Linked DNA regions of Rattus norvegicus: region 1 is linked to region 2. Evidence: chromatin contacts called from public Hi-C data. All regions are on one chromosome and are shown on one strand. The core of a region is the stretch at or near the end of the contact, and the rest is flanking DNA. Distances in the headings are between cores, read along the strand shown.

The links. A called contact is a pair of places that touch in the nucleus more often than the background predicts.
Region 1: a Hi-C map of Schwann cells shows a contact between it and region 2, with 4 times the contacts expected there. The contact joins the promoter of Ccdc91 here to the promoter of Pthlh in region 2. A contact is called at or near these places in 3 of 12 Hi-C or Micro-C datasets (Schwann cells, mammary epithelial cells and psoas muscle).

Annotation. Positions count from the first base shown.
Region 1 is chr4:182,129,891-182,134,582 of GRCr8, reverse strand. Ccdc91 (coiled-coil domain containing 91) reads right to left here and starts at 1,610. Exons shown (of 13, transcript NM_001014061.1): 1 at 1,456-1,610.
Region 2 is chr4:181,927,867-181,932,261 of GRCr8, reverse strand. It overlaps Pthlh (parathyroid hormone-like hormone), which reads left to right and starts at 1,808. Exons shown (of 4, transcript NM_012636.1): 1 at 1,808-1,856; 2 at 2,051-2,176. The coding sequence starts at 2,076.

The DNA.
Region 1 (4,692 bases), core at 361-2,860, 200 kb before region 2:
TCCTTTTTCATGAATAGAAGCCCACCTCAATCGATTCCCACTTGTCTTGTGTCATCGAGATTCCCCTCAAAATTTTCTTTATTAATAAAAACTCTATATTCTTTACAAATCTTATAGTAGCTGTGTGTTCAATAAAGTGTCCCATTAAGCAAAGTTCTGTCCATTCAAGCTTGAGACAAGATAATGACAGGCTCTTTTACACACACACACACACACACACACACACACACACACACACACACACCCAGAATGTGGGGGACAGAGACAGAGACAAGAGATAGAGGGAGGGAGGAATAGAAGGAGGAAAGGAGAGAACAACAGATGTTTCGCTGGGTGATTTTTTAAAGTTTTCTTTTTCTTTCAAGTATTATGAAGATTAGTATTTTTCTTAAAAACTCAAAAATCCTGGACTTTCTCATTTTGTTTTATGTTTTTTTTTCCATTTGGAGTATGATGTTGCTAGGCAACCAGTTCACATTTCCCAGCCCACTGAAACTCCTCCTAGCTATCATAGGGGACACCAAACTTCCTGACCGCTCACCAGGCAATTCTCCACTATCACAACACCTACGGGCACCAAGAAGGTGTAGCGGGCCTGGCGTCTTCCCTGAGCCATTTATCCCAACAGGTGAGGAACAGACAGCCCCCAAATCAACAGAAAGTGTGGCGGAAAGGACCACAAGTGCACTTCTCCCTGGTTGCTTGTCGCCCCTTCCTGAAGGCTTTTGTCTTAAATCCTGCGGTGAGTGTTGACCCACCCAGTGACAAGACAGCAATCCCTCAACCACGCAGCAAATATGTTCTACCACCATCGACCGAGCCGGGCGGTAAGGATTCGGAGCGGACGATGTGTCAGTGTCTGCACAGTGGAGGGAGACGTCGGAATTCGTGGGCGGCCTCTAAGGGACCTTAGCTGAGCCCAGAGAGGAGGACCAAGAGCGCTGTGGCCTCACCAACAGAGAGCTGCCAGAGCAAGGAACAACTCCTGTGCAAAGCTCCCTCCGGCGGAGGCGGCCTCGCAGGCGCCGCATCCTAGGGGCGGGGAAAGGTGTGTGACAGACAGAGGCCACGCGCTTCGCAAGGTGTTCCTCTCGGGAAAGAACCCGAGATGCCGCTGTGGGTGTGTCCTGCGATCAGATCTCCAAGAGGACTCCAGCGCGCCTTCCCAAGGTCTGAGACCGGAAGGGGTGCGCCGCTCGGTGCCGGCGGGAACAGCGACTGGGTCAACACTTCCGTTCCGCCAGGGCAACTGCGGCACAGCCAGGGAGCGCACTTCCTATGGCTCTCCACTCGGGACCACGCAAGTGCAAGTCTCCGAGGACGAGGGCGGGAGCGGGATGCCTCCCTAACCTAGGCCCTACGAGTGGCCCAGCCGAGACCTCACGGCTCGCGGTAGCTCGGCCACGTTCCCACCCGCGGCCGAGACCCGGACCCTGACGGCGAGCACCCGATTACCTGCTCCTGCCGCCGCCGCAGTGCTCCCCGCGCTATTGCGCGTCACACCCGGCTTTCAGGCACGTGCTCCGGGACACGGGACACGCAACCCCCCTCCCGGTGACTGCGGGTCCGGGAACCCACGTTGGGGCAGCCCACGCACCACCCGGCGTCCAGAACCTCCTCACCGGAAGTTGATTTCCACCTAGGCCCGCCCAGGCCTGCGCGCGGCGCTCCAGTCATCCGCGGTCGCATCACATGACCCCCAAGCTGAGGCCAGCTGAGCCTCATCTGGAGAGAGACCTAACCTGTGAAATGGACTAACCTGGTTTCACTACCCTGACCATCCTGATCCGTCCCTTAAACTTTGTCCTGAGCCAAAACAAACTATCCACTAAATATTCCTCCTACAAGAGATTCAGCAGGCTAGGGCACAAGAAGAACCTCCTAGTTGAGTGATCCTCAGGTAATTGCTCTCTGCGATAGATTGGCTTCGACTTAATGCTTTTCCTGACCTTTCTCAAGATCTACCTCCTAGTAAGGGTTCTCACTCTCCCTTAGTGGCAGACCCATCAAACCACATACCAAATCAAAATCTTTCTCCTGTCCAGAACTCGAATCTACCACAGAAGAGCCTTCTGCTCCCTTTGCCTCTTACAAGCAACCAAAAAAAATTGAGAACTGAATAAAGCACCTGGCACTATGACTTGCTCAAGAAATGTTTGACATGCTGTCTGGTCCTGTTGGCTTAGCAGAACTCTCAAGTTCCTGAACGTTACTAGGCTGAAAGCTTCTCTGAATTTTGAAGATCCGTGGCGCTGGGACTATAGCACCTGTAATCACTCTATCATAGCAGTTCATTCATATTCTGTTAAAGATGGTTGATTTTTCAGCCGCTCGACATCCTTATATCAAAGCTGTCCTTTTCCTGAGGGGAAGACACACACACATACTTGATAGGTTTTTGTTTGAAGGGGAGAGTAGTTGTATAGACTGTCATGACTGTTACGTGGAAATGGTCAACAGATAGCACACTTCTCAGATGATTTAAACAACATTCACTTAATTTTTATTGAATGTGTGCTATTTACTTGGGACTAGTCAAGTGGTAACAATCTGGGAGTGAACTAGATACGTCCAAGATGTTTTACTGCCCAGTACCCTAATCTTTGAGTGTAAGTCTGTGGGCAACTTCTACTCTTCATACAAGGGGCATTTGTTGGGAATTGCTTTTCTCTTCCTTCCATGGAACAAAATTGAACTGTCTTTAATCTCTAATCAAAGTGGGAAGTGTCAACCGGATCTTGACACAAATCCACTGAACTGGGCAACCTGAAATCATTAGTGAACGGCTGTAATCCTGAGAAGATCACCTCTTCTGATCTTTTTCCACCCCACCCATTCTTTGCAGAAACAAGGTGTGTTTCTCTTAGATAAATCTGATGCTTCTTTACACATGTATACTTTTATTACCAGTTCAGTGACAAGTCAAGGACCACTTCTTACTTGTATACTCAGCAAGCTGTTTTCCATTTCTCCTTGTACATCTAGAGTCTGGTAGTCAAGAAAGTGGAAAGGCATTCAATAAACATTTCTTAAACTGTTAATATCAGTGTGTCACCTTGTCTTTTCTCTCTTTGTGCTAGAAGCCTTAATGCCTTTGGTTTTTCCATTGAAATGTCTGTAGGCTCACTCTATCTCACCTAATCCAAAATTTAGTATTACATGGACTTAATAGCAATGGTAGTAACATCAGTAGAGCATTCTGTGTGTACAGCATTAAGAAAAATCGAATAAAAATATGTTCTCTTAATGTGTACTGTTTAATCTCTTTTCAAATAAGAACACAGACTCGGGAAGAATGGTTTAACATCCTGTAGAGCAAGATGGAAAGCCAGATTTACCCAACAGAATGATTGTTGATCCCTACAGCACACCACCCCACCTTCAAGACACTGCTTGTTAGTCATCAGAATCTCACCTCAGAAGTCCCTCAAAGTAATCTGTATTTTTTAACTTAAAATGTTTTACATGCTCACACGTAAGCACCCATCACCATGGTCAATTTTATTATTTCTAATTTCCAAAGGAGATCCCATGCTCCTGAGCAGTGCTTCCCTTCCTCCATCTCTTTGCACATCACGCATGCCCTAGGAAACATTAATCCACTTCTGTCACACATGTTGCCTCAGGTTATGTCTTATACACACAAAGTGTGACCTTTTGTGCCTGGTCTCCTTCACTTAGCATACCATAATGTCTTGTGTTTCCACTTACATGGATAAATACTTCTATGAATGGTCTTCTAGAACTTCTGCAGTGACCCTCACCAAGTGGATAGATACTGGACATAGACTGTAGCTGCCGAGTCACATGCTAGTTCTACCCTTTAGGAAGTCTGAGCCTCTTCTACACCATGTTACACTGCCTTCTGCAAGAGGAGAGGTCTTTCATCTCTGCTGTGCCTCACCTGTGGAGCACACACCTTGATCTTGATTACTCAGCACAGTGCTTCTGCAAGCTGTCTGAGACCCATAGAACCTGAGATGAGGAGTATGGCCCACCATCAAGAAGAGCAAATGTAGAGAAAGATGCAGTCAAATCAGAAGTGAGGCTGAACCAAATGAGAGGCACTGAGTGTTCCTCTCAGCCTGGCTAACCAGGAGATGTTGCTCATTGACTAAAAAGCTCAAGACAAGCCCTGAAGAATCAGTAGGAACCAGTCCAGCTAAGAAAGAGGGGTATGCTCCAAACAAAGAAGGGAAGGAGGAAAGAAGGAGAGAAAAAAAGGAGAAGGAAGGATGTTTTCACTTGCCTGGAGGTGTAGGATAGATACAATTCGTAGGTTGGTATAGTGAAATCAAAGATGGTGGTGAAGAAAGGCCATGACAGCTGTCAGTTCAAAACATAGCCTCCATCCCATTAAAAAAAAGGGGGGGGGTATTTTATTGGTATCCTAATATAAGTAATCATGGACCCGGAACAGTGTCTCAAACTACAACAAAAATGATGTATTCCACCATGGATAAGATTGTGTGACCTTTTCATCGTCACAGGACAAAATAAAGTCGCAAATGGATGCGCTCTGCAATTGTTGTGGAAAACGTGAGCTAGACGGGTTACAGCTAAGCAGAGAAGTGTCTGGCTATGTATTCCAGATGTTAAGACTTTCTTAGCCCTTCCTTTAGTGGATTCTGGTAAGTAAATGTATTCCAAAGATGTCACCTGGTAGTAAAAGGGAATGTTAGATCACATGAA
Region 2 (4,395 bases), core at 559-3,058:
TTGTTTTGTTTTTTTTTTCTTGGTAGTGAAGCAAATATCATTTTAATGTTAAACAATCTCGCAGGAAACAGCAGGATGGTTCCTTTGTGAGTCCCTTCTTTTCCTCTCGTGGGGCTCCCCACTTCAGATCAATTAGGGCTCCAGCATCTTTGGGGAAGGGTTATCACAGAGTGTCACAGGCTCAAACGTTGTCTTTTCATGCCATCCAAGCAAGTCTAACAGTTACAAATCCTTAACTTCTTAAAGGACGTTATGGGAATTCCCGGGTTTCTTTTTAAGGTGGGAAGAAGCCAAGTTTTTTTTTTTTTTTCACAAGTATGAAGTTTAAAAGAATCAAGGAATGAGACAAGAGCTTCTGATGAGAGGGGACCCCGCCTTAACTGCTAGCCAGCAGCAAGGCTTCAGGGTGGAGAGGGGTGAGAAGTCCTAGCTGTACCCACCCCAGAAGTCTGTAGAGCATCAGGGAAGGCAGCCCGGGCCTGACAAAGGTCTCTGAGTGACAAACAGATGAAAATTTCCAGCAGGATTGTCCAGAAGACAAATTTCTTTGAGTGGTTCCTGGGTTCGTTTCAGCAGGATCTAGGACCTCGGGGAACCAGTTTACACACACACACACACACACACACACACACACACACACACACACTGGTAAGAACCAGTAGCCCACAACATTCTCCCCCTCTCCCCACCCACCCACCCAGCAGCGCTGAGAAGCTGAAACGACTGGAATAAGGTTACTCAGTGAATCTATAGCAGGACATAGAGTAGGTTATCAGAGGAAGAGTGGCTAAGAAGGATTCTGTGTGCTCCAGGTTCTCTGAGATCACAAAGTGGGTCTTCATCCTTGTTCACACACCCTTTCTAGGATCTGCTCCAGATGTGATGTCCCCAGCTGTTCTCAAACAGTTAAGACCAAAAATCGCCTTTGCTCTCCTGGGTGCTAGGGTTAGTCCCCTCCCCAGGGGAAGGCCATGCCAGGCAGGAAGGCTGGCTTGCAACAGTGCGAGCTTGCAAACGAGCTTGGGACTCTTGGGATTCGCAGGCCACCCGGAGTTCCTCCTTGCCGCCGGTGGGGACCAGGGCTCCTGGACCTGGGCTCCTGGACTCAGGCGGCAGCAGGCTGGTTCAGGAGGAGGAGAGCGTCAGATCGGCCCACGCGGGCCGGGACTGGGGTGGGGCTCCGTGGCTCCCAGCTCCCCTGTGCTCCCCGCCCCCGCCGGCCCGCTCACCCCAGTCTGCTCCGCCGGCGCGCGTTCCTCGGGCGCCACCTCTTTGCGACTCGCTCACTTCTCAGCAGGTTGGCCACAGAGCGTGTGAACCTTCCAAGGCTGGGCTCACAGCTCCTCTCCAACCTGCGCCGCCCCAGCTGGGCCGCTCCGCCCCGCCGCCGGAACCCGCCCTCGCGGCCACCTGGCCCTCGCATCCACGACACGCGCGCCTGCAACTTGTTCAAGGGCGTTGTGGAATCAACTTTCCGGAAGCAACCAGCCCACCGGAGGAGGTAGACCGACAGCTATGTATATATACGCTCTCTGCCGCAAGTGGCTTTGCACCCAGAGGCCTGGTGCGCAGGACAGCTGACTCCTGCGGGACACTCGCGTTTGAAGAGGGGTTCGCCCTGCCCCGCGACCCAGAGCGCTGCCGCCAAGACTAATTAGACATTGCTATGGGAGCCACAGCAACGCGTCACGCATCCCCGACGCCTATGTAAAACGTTCGGTCTTCGCTCTTTCAGAGGAAACTCTCTGATTGCTTTTTCCCTTCTCGGGTCCCTTTTTTTTTTTTTTTTTTTTTTTTTTTTTTTTTGCCTGTGCGGTTTGAGAGAGGCACAGTTGGAGGCGCTGATTCCTACAAAAGTAAGTGCTCAGGGGCTCGGAAACACTTTTTTGCTTTCTTTTTCTTGTTTTCTTTTTTCCTTATAACTTGTGAGATGCCCTCGACATTGGAGTGGCTTGTTGGGAAGCCACGGGGTTCCAAAAGAGGGAGAGGGGCAGTGAGAGGAAGAGATAGATGGAGAGCCAGGACTGACCCTCGGGTTCCACTCTTGCAGGTCCCCAGAGCCAGCGAGCGGCACGATGCTGCGGAGGCTGGTTCAGCAGTGGAGCGTCCTGGTGTTCCTGCTCAGCTACTCCGTGCCCTCCCGCGGGCGCTCGGTGGAGGGGCTTGGTCGCAGGCTGTAAGTACCGGATCTTCCTCCCGGGTGAGGGATGGAGGAGACCAGCACCAGAGGTGGCCGAACTGAGGCGGGCAATGCGGAAGCCAAGAACTCAGAGCCTTCCCTGATGCTCTCAACCTGAGTTAGACACAGTCACGGGGTACCTGCTAGCAACGGGCTGAGCCCAGGAGAGCCGGCTAGAGAGCTGGTGAGACCCTAAAAGGGACAATCAAGAAACAAGTTTGGTGTGCCTTTCTGTAAGAGGGACTCTTTTTCAGAATCTCTGCCGGCAAGATATCTGCCTGTAGGGAACCACCAAAGTTACTTTATCCACCAGGAGGTTCTGAAACTCATCAGGAAAACTGAGAGATTCAGGAGCTGTCTGCGCTTGTGTGTGTGTGTGTGTGTGTGTGTGTGTGTGTGTGTGTGTGTGTGTGTGTGTGTGTGTACGCGCGCGCGCGCGCGTGAATATGTCTAAATGAAGTGGGTGGCAGTTTGCGTGTGAGAAGCAAAAACTTTGTGCCTAGTTTCATTATGAATGACATAATTTTAAGCATATAAAACAGGACCGTGTTACATAACAAAGCATATTATATAATTTAGTAGTAACATCTTTTTAGTGGCAAATGTCCAACTTTAGTATCGATACCATTCAGGAAGGCGGTGTGCTTGCCTCCAAAATGGACTTTAGGTGTGGAAACTTTCTTTTTCCTGGAATTATTGCTAACGGTTCTTTAATCCGGAGTCGAAATATTTGCATTGTGGACTGAAAGCTTGTAGTTAGGCATTCTCAGCTGGCATTTCGGTCTCTGGTTTTTGTTTTCTTTAAGAAGAGTGATTTTGACTTTGAGATAAGCATACATCCAAGTACGCCAGCAAAATACCTCAGCAGTAGGCATGCTTGAATCTGACTGTCTTGATAGGCTACTGGGCACAGTTCATCGATGTGGATGTAATACCATCTAGGGCTGCATTCTCTTAACACAGACTCTGTTCGGGATGGGAAAATCATAAAGTTTAAGAACTGAGCCGTTTGGCTCTGGAGAAGGCATTAGGAGGACTTGCTCACCTCACAATAGAAGCAGCAATCTCTACCTAATATTTACAGTCAGGTTCCTGGCGCTTCTTGTAAACTCCCGAGGGTATACAAAAAGGCAACTGTTCAGCGCCTGCTTCTGGTCTATTCTTATTAGTTTGGCAGAAAAAATCTTTAAATGAAATTACTTTAGACATGTCTGGATCTTGGCACCAAAATGAAACTATTATGAATCTCCTAAGGCAAGTTGTGTAGAGCATTGTACTGGAGATAAGGCGGCATTGTCCCGAGAGCGAGTGTACTGCTGCCTTACTTCTCAAAATTGTCTTCAGACTTTTTGCTCATTTTTGAGACTTGTGTGAAATTCAATTACCTAGCATCCAAATATAAATTCAGATGAGCTGGATTTTTTTTTTAGAAAAAAAAAAAGCACACTTACATACTGTATTTATTTGGATAAGAATTTCTGTCTTGGAACAGAGCCAACTTTTTCTTTAAAGTTGCCTAATACCTATTTTCTCTTTTGAGAAAGAGTAAATGAGCCATGCTTGAGTCTACAATGACGGCATAAAAATAGCACTAAGCTATCCTTACATCTGTTTTTAACTCTTTCTTTGTTGCATCTTCCAGAACTGCCCCCTTGGAAACTACTTGGCAGCTAGGAACTCTGCACTAGCTCTGTTTGTAGGTGAAATATAATAGGGTAGTTAAATGCTCACACTTGGCTATGATTATAAAACTACAAGATAGATACCCCTATCCCTAATGTTAATAGCTCATCACGTCATAGCTGAGGTTTTTGAGGGAGTCAAAATCATCATAGCCAAATGGAGGGTTGTTTTCCTTTAACTCATTATTTTTGTGCACGTGCTGGAAAAAAAAAAAACATTTACGGACTACGTCCCAAAATCAGGCTAGCTCCTTGAAATTCTAACTTACCATCAAACCCTAATGTTCAACTTTAGGGACACTGCTTAAAATGTATTGAGTTTTTTTTTTTTTTAAGTTAGAGATTTGTATTTTTTTAGAGACAGAAGACTATTGTAAGTGTGCTTCCTAAGCCATCGGAAGGTGAATTGTAATGGCTGGCTCACAATCAAATTGCCTACTAGAAAGTTGGGGTGGATGGACGCTGCTGTGTAGATGTATACAGTGGCTAGAGATTCTCCATGTTTGCCATAGCAAGGGAACCCCGAGTGATGGA